Regions from separate parts of the Mus musculus genome. Here region 2 is linked to region 1. A link is a contact called in public Hi-C data. All regions are on one chromosome and are shown on one strand. The core of a region is the stretch at or near the end of the contact, and the rest is flanking DNA. Distances in the headings are between cores, read along the strand shown. Region 1 holds the start of H2al1n (H2A histone family member L1N). Region 2 has its middle 47 kb from the start of H2al1n.

Region 1 (5,670 bases), core at 2,278-4,777:
GAAGGAAGGACCATCCAGAGACTACCCATGCCAGGGATCCATCCCATATACAACCTCCAAACCCAGACACTATTGCATATGCCAGAAAGATTTTGCTGACAGGACCCTGACATAGCTCTCTCGTGTGACTCTATGCCAATGCCTGGCAAATACAGAAGTGGATGCTCACAGTCATCTATTGGATGGAACTCCGGGCCCCTAATGAAGGAGCTAGATAAAGTAAGTAACCAAGGAGTTAAAGGGGTCTGCGACCCTATAGAAGGAACAATAAAATGAACTAACCAGTATCCCCCAGAGCTGTGTCTCTAGTTGCATATATAGCCAAGGATGGCCTAGTTGGCCATCAGTGGGAGGAAAGGCCCTTGGTCTTGTGAAGATCATATGCCTCAGTACAGGGGAATGCCAGGGCCAGGAAGCGGGAGTGGGTGGGTTGGGGAGCAGGGCGGGGGGGGGGTATAAGGGGCTTTGGGGATAGCATTTGAAATGTAAATGAAGAAAATATCTAATAAAAAATGCCTTAAAAAAAGAAAGAAAGAAAAGTAGCCTGAGCATGTGCGGACAGGGGAGGAGAAAGATGCCACTGTTCAGAGGAAACAAGGAATGGTCAAAATCACATGAAAAGAATGTGGGGTGGAATCTCAGTGTTGTTTTGATTTGCATTTCCCTGATGATTAAGGATGTTGAACATTTTTTCAGGTGCTTCTCTGCCATTCGGTATTCCTCAGGTGAGAATTCTTTGTTCAGTTCTGAGCCCCATTTTTTAATGGGGATATTTGATTTTCTGAAGTCCACCTTCTTGAGTTCTTTATATATGTTGGATATTAGTCCCCTATCTGATTTAGGATAGGTAAAGATCCTTTCCCAATCTGTTGGTGGTCTTTTTGTCTTATTGACGGTGTCTTTTGCCTTGCAGAAACTTTGGAGTTTCATTAGGTCCCATTTGTCAATTCTCGATCTTACAGTACAAGCCATTGCTGTTCTGTTCAGGAATTTTTCCCCTGTGCCCATATCTTCAAGGCTTTTCCCCACTTTCTCCTCTATAAGTTTCAGTATCTCTTGTTTTATGTGAAGTTCCTTGATCCACTTAGATTTGACCTCAACCCTATAGGTGGAAAAACATTATGAACTAACCAGTACCCCGGAGCTCTTGACTCTAGCTGCATATGTATCAAAAGATGGCCTAGTCGGCCATCACTGGAAAGAGAGGCCCATTGGACACGCAAACTTTATATGCCCCAGTACAGGGGAATGCCAGGGCCAAAAAGGGGGAGTGGGTGGGTATGGGAATGGGGGACTTTTGGTATAGCATTGGAAATGTAAATGAGCTAAATACCTAATAAAAAATGGAAAAAAAAAAACACAGACAAACAATAAACCAAAAAAAAAAAAAAAGAATGTGGTACCCTAGGACCTGAAACTAAACTCTTCTGATTCTGCTGTGAAAGCTGACTGGACAGCCTCTGAGAAGTTCTGTCTAAAAGGCCAGCAGTGGCAGAAGCCTAGGAGCTGATGAAAAGTGAACACCCCAAATGTGAACACTTAGAGGCAGGGGCCCCAGTGCTAAGTTGGAGCAGCTCCTGAGTGTTAGTTATCTCATATATGTTCTGTGAAACATTAGGGGCAGAGTTTATACATAATACATGAAAACTCTCTAAAACCCAGTCTCAACCTCTGATGACAGGTCCTGCACTGTTTTATGACGTATCCTATCACTGAAAACCCAGAGCTCCCTTCTGAGAACAGCACTGAAGATGTTCATAAATAAGTTCGTTAATACTGTGTAACTATTTCGACCTGCTTGAATTACAAGGCAGTTAGACAGTAGCATTTCTCCACTACTGTTATTTAGATGACCAGTGTGCCTAAGACAGAGGGCGCATTCTAGCACTCAAAGACAGAGTCGGTCAGAACTCTGTGAGTTCAAGGTCAGCCTGGTCTATGGAGTGAGTCAGGACAGCCAGGACTGTGTAGAGAGACCCTGTTTCAAAACCTAAGAAGAGGAAGTGGAGGAGAAGGAAAAGGAGGAGAAAGAGGAGGAAAGAAAAAAAAAGACTATAGAAGCATATATTCTACACAGCCTCATAGCACTGTATACCTACTAATTCTTGTATAAATCCTTTTGTAATGAGGCAGACATTCTAAAAATTAAAAAGGAAAACCACCTATATTTTCTATTTTGCATATTTTTATTATTTTTTAATCTTTTTCTTACAGTCCAGTCGTTATCCCCCTCTAGGACTGCCCTCTGACTGTTCCTCATCCCATACCTCCTCTCCTGTCTCCAAGATGTCCCCACTCCACTAGATCTCCCTACTCCCTGGGGCTCCAAGTCTCTCAAGGGTTAGGTGCATCTTCGCTCACTGAGTCCAGACCAGGCAGTCCTCTGCTATATGTGTGTTGGGGCCTGGGACCAGCTAGTGTATGCTGTCTGGTTGGTGGCTCAGTATCTGAGAGATCTCAGGGTTCCAGTTAGTTGAGCCTGCTGGTCTTCCCATGGGGTCTTGTTCCAGCTTTTCTCTTCTGGTTTCACCATCATTGCTCAGGGAAGGCTCCTGACCCTTGAACCTCATGCCAACATTATGCCACACATGGTCTCCCCCATCCCACAGTCATTATCTTCTAACCTGAGACCTAACCTCCAAGGAAACCTTTCTTACCACAGTCCATGTCTTCATCCACCCATCTCCAGTTATCAGCATCTCATTGGGAATCCAATGTGCCTGGGAGGCTGAAGCCAAATTCCTGGCCTTCCAAGGCCTTGTGGGCTCACAGACTACCAGGACAGCTTCTCTGCCCTCTCTACCTTAGCCAAATCCTCCCACTGCCACCAGGCCAAAAGTGCTTACACATCACCACCTCCTCCCACCAAGACCACTGCCCACATGGTCCCTGTTAGAAATTTCCTCTGGAAATCAAGTTCCCCACATTAATGACAGCTTCAAACCCACCATCACCCTCCCGGGTGGTTCATAGCAACCTCTAGCTCAAAATGAAGAAACAAAAGGAGCCAGGATCAATGGATTCGATTTAGATGCTTTAATAGCATGCTTGATTTGCTCCCCCAGCTAATAGGACACTGGGGCAGGGTGAGGCTGAAGGTGCGGTGAACCTCCAGACTCTTGAGACCCAGGCATCATCAGTTGTCATCAGGTTCTGGTGGCTCATTCACTGATGTGCCACCTGATTTGAAGAGTTGGCGGAGCTGTTCGTTGTTCTGTACCACCAGATGTACATCCTCTGGAGCTACGCACTTCCTGCCAGTGGTGTGGGCCACCTCACCAGCCAGTTCGAGGATGTTCGATGTTAAGTACTCGAGCACACTCGTGAGGAATGGAAGTGCGGAAGAACTCAGGCGACTGGAATGGATTTCCTCTCGTAGGAAACGATCTACAAGGCTAAGAGGAAGCTCACCTCTCTGGGAGCGGGCTCTTTTCTGTCTTCTTCGCCTTTGCATTATCTTGGCCATGATGTTTGTGTGGAGGTTTTGGCTCAGATGGCCCTCTCTGTTGGCCCGAGGCTCTCCAAATAACCAACCTTCTCACCCACCTATGAAGTTATCCTTGAGAGGACTTTGTTACAACATACTTTATGATATCACTGGTAGCCACTGAACTCTGGTGTTCAGTGCAGAAATGCCCATATTAGGAAACAGCTCACCTTACTGAATATGTCCTTTTTATCTTTTCTCATTTTCATGTGTGTGTGACTGTGTGAGTGAATGTTTGCCTGTGCTCCTGTGTCCTGTGTGGCCACACACATAAAGGCCTGAAGTCGATATCTAGACTCATATAAAGTATAAAGTACTTAGGAGTGTCAGCTATCTGTTAAAGACAGAAATTGTCCAGTAAAAATTTTCAAAAAGACTTAAGTACAATTATGTAGAAAAATGAATTCTAACTAAACAAAGAATCCTCAAAGTGATCATCAAGCACTGTGGTTTTAATACTGATGTCTTCTCCAAAATCCGTGCTGAAATTTAATCCTCAGAGCAATAGTAGCCATGGGAGTACACAAGGCTAGTTCCCTCAGGAGGACACAGTAACAATGTACCATACTGGAAGCAGAAATAGCTCTCATGGGATATTGATCCTGTGAGTATCTTGATTCAGATTTTTCCAGCCTTTAAAACTATATTTAAAACTGTCTATTGCTTATAAGTTATTCCCTTTGTCATTTTTTATCACAGCATTACAAACCAGCCAATATACTAACATGATTATCTAGGATTATCAGACTCTAACGAGAGCATCCTTTCCTGTCTGGAGATAGTTGTGAATTCTTTTGCTCTTGTCAGGAAATAATTATAAACTCTAATGGTGCCTGCCTTGGGGAGCAAAGTTAGATCACCAATAAATATAAGAGACACATTTTTATTGTCATGTGAGAGCCTGTGACAACCAGATGATAAGCAACAATTTGGATGGGTCACTAGGCTCCTTGCTATCTAAAGTGTGATCCCAGGGCCAGCAGAAAAGAAATTATCTAAGACCATGTTAGAAGTTTCCAAGCCAAGACCCAACTATGACCTGGGAAAATAGGATCTGCATTTAAACAAGATTCCCTTGTGAATGACAAATATATGGGACTTTGAAAAGGACTTATCTGCTTGCAGGATTCAGAAGTGGTTCTCAACTTGGTCTTGCATTAGAATGACCTGAAGATGCCTTAGACTTATAGAGAGTGAGTGTTGTTAGCATCCTCCACAGTAGGATGGGGAAAGAAGCTGACAGATGGAAAACAAAAGGCAATCTTCTCAAATCAGCACTGCATAAGAAAATAATCAGCAAAGGGGCTTAACAATATGAGGCTTTTTCAGTTGAGGTTTTTGGAAGGGAGCCAGTGAAAAGGGAGGATGGGGTATAGATTGGGAAGCAGGATAGCTAAGCCTGTGGTTCTTCTATTATTTCTCTTGGGAATGAAGATATTTATTACTTATCGGGATGCCTGTCTCCTGTCCTAGCTACTTCTGTTCATTAGGTTTATCCAGAGGTGAAGAGCAGTTATCATTGGGTGTGAAACTCAAAAGGTCCCAAAAGAACAAGGGAAAGGAAGGGTATAACAGGCTTTGGCCATCCTTAATGAGATTCCTTTACTGATTCTGAGGCTTAGTCAGGTTCTTTTCTTCATATGAAGCTTTATAGTAGGAAATTGCCATTATAATCAAGTTAGAATTCCCTCTATCATAGCCTACCGTGGCTATTTTTAGAACTACTATTCTATAAGCACAAGACAATTAGGTTAAGTGCCAGTGGCTTAAAAATGTAAGACCAAATACTTAGAGGTAGGACCAAATACATAGATGTATTCTCACAAATACAGTCAAGTAATCTGTTTAGTACAGGTCTTTGGTTATTTCAGTCTCTAGGAGTTGCTTGTGGGTCTGGTGGGTTGGGGAAACAAACATAACCTGGTGAATGCTAAGAGATAGTATTACTGGCAAACTTTCAGAGCAATGTATATATAAAAACAGTCAACTAATAAGCTCACTGAGAGTAACTTCATTAGGATAATATTAGCTACTATAATAAACACTTAATATGTGGTGGCTCAAACAATAAAAGCTTATATGTCTCCCACAGAAATTTTGCTTGTAAAATTATTATTTTAAGCAAAAGATTCAGGGGCTGGAGGAAAATTCTAAGACAATCACAACAACAACAGCAGCAACAA
Region 2 (5,670 bases), core at 1,871-4,370, 46 kb before region 1:
CCTAATTCCTCAGTCAGGCTCAGCATATTCCCGAGAATAAACCAGGACTCATTCAACTACAAGCAACATTCCCAGCACCTACCTAACGAGTTCATTCAAAGCTCTGTGTGAATGAATAAATGAGCAAATTAAATGTACTACACTATCACTGTATGTTTTTTATTAAAAAGTACACTCAGGACATTGTCAGCCAATGAACAATCCAGAACTCTGAAGGTATACAATAGCTTGCCAGAATAACTATCACAGGACAAATTACGACAGCAACAAATACCTTGGGGTCAAACTCAAACCTAGAGCCCCAGCTCAGTTCTGGGGTCCACAAGATAAATCACAGTGACCTGATGCCAGTGACCATGCCCATGTCTTCCCTGGCACTGTTCAGCTCTTTCACTAGTAGTCACAGTGAGTGACAAAGCTGGGTCTCTCACTTTTCCTCTACATCCGTTTCTCCTTCTGTTATTGGTGAAGCATTGAATGGTAACCCATCCCAGCTGGCACCCCAGTGTAGCTCTGCTTTGCCCCAGGCCCTCGGTGTGGAAAGCACAACCACCTGGCAGGATTAGAAGAAAGGAATCTGCCAGGAGATAAGGAAAAATCCTGTGTAAATATCTAATCTGGCCCGTCAGACCATAAAGCTGAAGAGCCCCCACCTGACATCACCACTGTGATTTTACATAAATGACATTCAGGCTGGCTACAAAACCCCATGTGAGTCTCAACAGTAAAGGGCCTCTGGGTAATTCACCAGCTGGCTAGCTTATTTTAGCACAGTTAGTAAAACACTGCATTAACATTTAGCTTTTGTGTGTAGAACAAGCTGTGCAGTAAATTTTTCTAAATGTTACTGAAATATATTACCTGCAAAGTATGGGCTAAGCTGAGGCAGCAACAGGAAAAGCCTCTGTTCTCAGAAAGCCAGACTCTAAAACAAACTTAGTACCCATCTGGAGGATGCACAGTGGAGAAAGGTTTTAATATGTGATGGGCATGCTTAGGATGAAGGGACCTCCACCTATGTGTAAAGTACACACTCACTTGATACTTTGCTCTGTAAGTGTTGTGTTCTTACTGACTATAAATCCCTTCATTAGGAGCCAAGTAGTTTCAGGAACATCAAGGCCAGCTTTTTCTCTGTTGTGGAATGGGGAGATTGGCATCCGAATCTGCCCCTGGGACTCTGATGCTTAATCTGCTGCTATCAGCCCCATCCAAAGTCCTTAGTGCACAGCTTTGATTCCCCAGAGTTCTGAGAACTTCTTTTCACAAAAACTTGCAACTTGTACCTGGGAGCTTTTGGGGACTCAAACTAATTGCTTCCTCTGAGCCTTTGCAAAGTTGAAGTGGGGGCCAATTTGTATTTCCAGAGACAGACTGGAAATTCAGAGACTGGAATTGGGAAGCAATTATTGGCCCACAAGTAGGGATAAAACTAAGGTATGTTCCCATATAATGTTGAAACACATCACTTATCCACCTTGGTAACTGGCACAGGAATATAGACCTGTTACATATACCCCTCAAGCCAAGATGGTATGTGAGGAAAACATGTCAAGTCAAGAATGCATTCAGCACATTTCACCGACCTAGCATCCCAGCTGGTTGTGATCTGCCCCCCCCCCATCTTCAAAGACGTGGAGCTGAGTAGGAAAGGTAGCCACTGATGCTACCCAGCATAGTCAAACAGAGTTAGAACACTTTTCACCATTAAAAAACAAACAGAACAAACAAACAAAACAAAACAACAAAACATAAGCTGGAGAGGTGGCTCAGTAATTGAGAGCACTTGCTGTTCTTGCAGATGATCAGAATTCAGTCCCAGCTCCTACATCAGTAGGCAAAAGTGCCTGTAACTCCAGCTCTAGGGAATCCAATTGTTTCTTTGGGTCTCTGTGGGCACTCATATGCACATGGCACTCGTTAACCCAAACGTAAATAAAAATACATACGTCAATAATTTACTTTTAAAAGCACATGTAAATTTAACTATGATAAGTAGAACCCATTTCTACTGTCTGCTGTCTTTGTCCACTCCCTATTCAGGCTTCACATTAGGATCATCTGATCTCCATCTCCATCAGACAAGTCAGCTTCCTAACAGCCCAACCTAAAATGCACCCCTCTCTTTTTCATTGTATGCAATTCTCCCCTTTCAAAACAGATCATTTTACAATCCCTACTATGTGCCGGTTGTCCTACAAATTTCCTCAGGCCCCCATCAAACAATGACTACTTGTTTATGTAATTAATTAAACTATCTGTCTTTTTCATTAAAACCCCAAATTGATCCTGTTAGTATATAACTGATGAAGGTCAAAAACAAAAACAAACAAACAAATAAGCCCCAGAAGGCCAATAGCTGAAGGAACATAAGGCACTCCACACATACTAAGCCTGATGAAGCCTGGCTTCTGACTCCAAGGAATTCATGCTGCAGAGATCCCTATTTGTTTGAATTTTCAACTAAGTGACCCTGAAATGTATTGCCTTGGTACATTTTCTTTTACTATATCAGAACACTCAAAACTAACTCACTTTAAAAGAAAGAGAGAGATTTATTTTGGCTTTATACTTCCGAATATTGAGAAGCCTAAGGACACAAAACTAGAATCATCGTCACCTCACCTCTGATGAGCACTTCATTCTGCCTCAACTCGTGGCAGAGATCAAAGGGACAAAAACCTGAGAATTAATTTGTTTTATACTAATCCATTCTTGGAGTACTAACAATCTAACTAACCCCTCAGGAGCGAGCGCTTGCAAAGGGGAGGAGCATGCGCTTGCAAAGGGGAGGAGCATAGCCATTGCTCTCGGCAACATAGCCCAACTCTACCCAAGTGGAGTCAAAAGCTCAGCGTGAAAGTTGGTGAAGCCAAGTGGCTTTCGAATCACAGCAGGTAAGAGGATACAAAGGACAAATAGGAAGATCACTGCCTCAGGCCTCTTCCCAGCACAGCTGCTACAATCTTACAGGACGTCAGAGAGCTCCTCCTGAAGCAATAACCATGACAGAAAATAATAGGACTACTTTGGCCCTATGACCACGGGCAGGACTAGGCAAAGTGGAGATGTTGGAAAATGTCAAGCAAGACCAGGCACGGAGCAGAAAGTGCAAAGGGACCTTGTTTATCAAGAGACACAGCCTCCAGAGAGGACAGAAATAGCTTCACAAATAAACACCAGGAAGGGAAAGCCGGAAACATTTGCCCACTCTTGATTCTGCTCAGGTGGATTATCTAGCTGGTGAGCCAACCATCGATGGCATCCTCTACCTGATCCTGACTTCCTTCCCATAGCCACTCTATACCTGGTGACTTTCTCAAACACATGCTGGCAGATATTCAGGAAATACCAAGCCACTTTGAGGTACACCTGGTGAGAAGACAGATATTTGCATGCAAGCAAAACCCAGGAGAACTGCTTTCTGATTATTCTCAGTGGCTTTAATTATTTGAGTTCACAGCTCTTTCCATTTACATGGTTACCCTTAGGAAGTAACTGTACACAAACAACTCTGCTAAAAGGCATACATTAGAAAGTGAGAGGTGGCTGCATTGTCCAAGCTTCCCACCCATGTGTGACTACAAATAGGTAAGCCAGATAAATTCAGAAGCTACAGGAGTCACAAAAAAATAAAATATATTCTAGGCATCTCCACTAAAAGAAATGATGCCCTAATTAGGTAGAGTTTTTTTCTTTTGTTTAGTTTTATTTGGGGCTGTTTATTTGTTTGTTTGTTGTTTCTTTGGTTAGTTTGTTTGACACAAGCTAGAGTTATCTGAGATGAACCTCATTGACAAACTGCCTCTATCGATTGCCTGTAGGCAGGTCTGTAAGGCATTTCTTGTATTAATGATTGATGTGGGAGGGGCCTATGTGGACAGTAGGCCCTGAATTTGGGCTCTCTAAGAAAGGAGGCAGATGCAAAGATCATATATCCCAATACAGGGGAATGCCAGGGCCAGGAAGCAGGAGTGGGTGGGTTGGGGAGCAGAGCGAGGGGGGTATAGGGGGCTTTAGGGATAGCATTTGAAATGGAAATGAAGAAAATATCTAATAAAAGATCAAAATGAAGGAAGGAAGGAAGGAAGGAAGGAAGGAAGGAAGGAAGGAAGGAAGGAAGGAAGGAGGCAGAACAAGCAATGGGAAACAAGCCAGTAACAGTACCCCTCCATGGTCTCTGCTTCACTTCCTACCGCCAGGTTCCTGCTTTAATTTTTGTCCTAAATTCCCTGATAGTGAACTGTTACCCAGAACTGTAAGATGAAATAAACATCTTCCTCCCCAAGTTGCCTTTGATCATGGTGTTTATGAGATCAAAAGAAAGCAAACTAGGCTAGATCAGCTGTTTGACCATTCAACAAATACTTAAGCATCTGTGTACCAAACATGGTACAACAAGCGAACTTCCATTTAGTAAACGTTACCCTTTGCTACTTAAAAAAAAGTACTTAGCTGTTCTGCTGATGCTTTTTTTTTAATTAGATATTTTCTTTATTTTTATTTCAAATGTTATTCCCTTTCCTAGTTTCCCCTCTGAAAACACCCTATCCCTTCCCCCCACTTGCCCCTGCTCACCAACCCACCCATTCCTGCTTCCTGGCCCTGGCATTCCCCTACACTGGGGCATCGAGCCTTCACAGGACCAAGGGCCTCTCCTCCAATTGATGACTGACTAGTCCATCCTCTGCTACATATGCCTGTTGATGCTTATAAAGCCAACTCTCCTACCAAATACACAGAAAGGAAGTATGATGTTATTTAGAAATTCTGTCTTAAGAATAGGAAAGACCTTGATTCAAAACCTAGCTTTGCCACTCATTATCTGTGTGACCAAAGAAAGTTAAGTTCAGTGACATAATTACCCTGACCTTCAGTTTTATCTTCCTTAAAATGGTCAACAGTACCATACTGCTAAGAGTACTCTTTATAAGGCTAAGTAAAATAATATATAGAAGGGTTTTACCATGGTTTTTCTTACATAATAAAGACATTATTAATTTGCTATTGTTTCTATAAAAATGTACAGTGAATTTAGTGTCTTGGAATGACACATTTATTGTCCGCTAGTTCTGGAAGAAAAAAAAACTCCAAGATGAGTCTTACAATTCTAAAATTGGGGTGCTGGAAGTATGTATTCCTTCTGAAGGTTCCAGAGGAGAAGTCACTTACGAGTTTTTTGATCATTCTATCTCCTTTAACTCTGCTTCCCCTCCTCCTTTACAAGGTCCTTGGGCATCTTGGGCAGCTTCCAGAACATCTGGAATGTCTCCCTCTCTTAAGAATCTTGATTTAATCCTACTTCAAGGCCTCTTTTGTGATGCAAAGTAACATAGTCACGGGTTCTGGGAACTAGGAAAGCCTTGGGAGAGTATTATATATTTTACCACAGTGTTTCTTGGATTTTTATTTTGTTGTGTTATTAGAAAGCCCATTCGCTTTTCAAGGACAGCTAGTTCTGGGCGATTTTCACACACTGTATATCTCTTACCTACAAGAAGGAAAAGGGCTCTTTTAGCTTCAGGCAGAGAATTATATGTTATTAGTAAGACCGTTACAATGTTGAAAGTCACTGTGATCATCCCACTGTCCTCGTGGATTAACACACACACAAAAACATGCAGAACTTTGGTAAAGAAAGAAGAGTCAGAAGCTGGACAAATTGGATGC

What was found. A called contact is a pair of places that touch in the nucleus more often than the background predicts.
Region 2: a Hi-C map of olfactory sensory neurons shows a contact between it and region 1, with 2.1 times the contacts expected there. The contact joins the enhancer-like site here to the promoter of H2al1n in region 1. A contact is called at or near these places in 1 of 39 promoter capture datasets (the SN4741 cell line) and 2 of 484 Hi-C or Micro-C datasets (cerebral cortex and olfactory sensory neurons).

The regions. Positions count from the first base shown.
Region 1 is chrX:14,209,005-14,214,674 of GRCm38.p6, reverse strand. It overlaps H2al1n (H2A histone family member L1N), which reads right to left and starts at 3,527. Exons shown (of 1, transcript NM_001034100.1): 1 at 3,018-3,527. The coding sequence starts at 3,466. The coding sequence ends at 3,137.
Region 2 is chrX:14,254,856-14,260,525 of GRCm38.p6, reverse strand. No RefSeq gene overlaps it. Among named protein-coding and RNA genes, the nearest start is that of H2al1n, 47 kb to the right of the region's middle. Within about 2 kb of position 3,120, at least 2 of the 459 cell types and tissues checked have an H3K27ac peak or open chromatin away from gene starts, as enhancers often do. A contact at or near this core is called in olfactory sensory neurons, where this site is marked.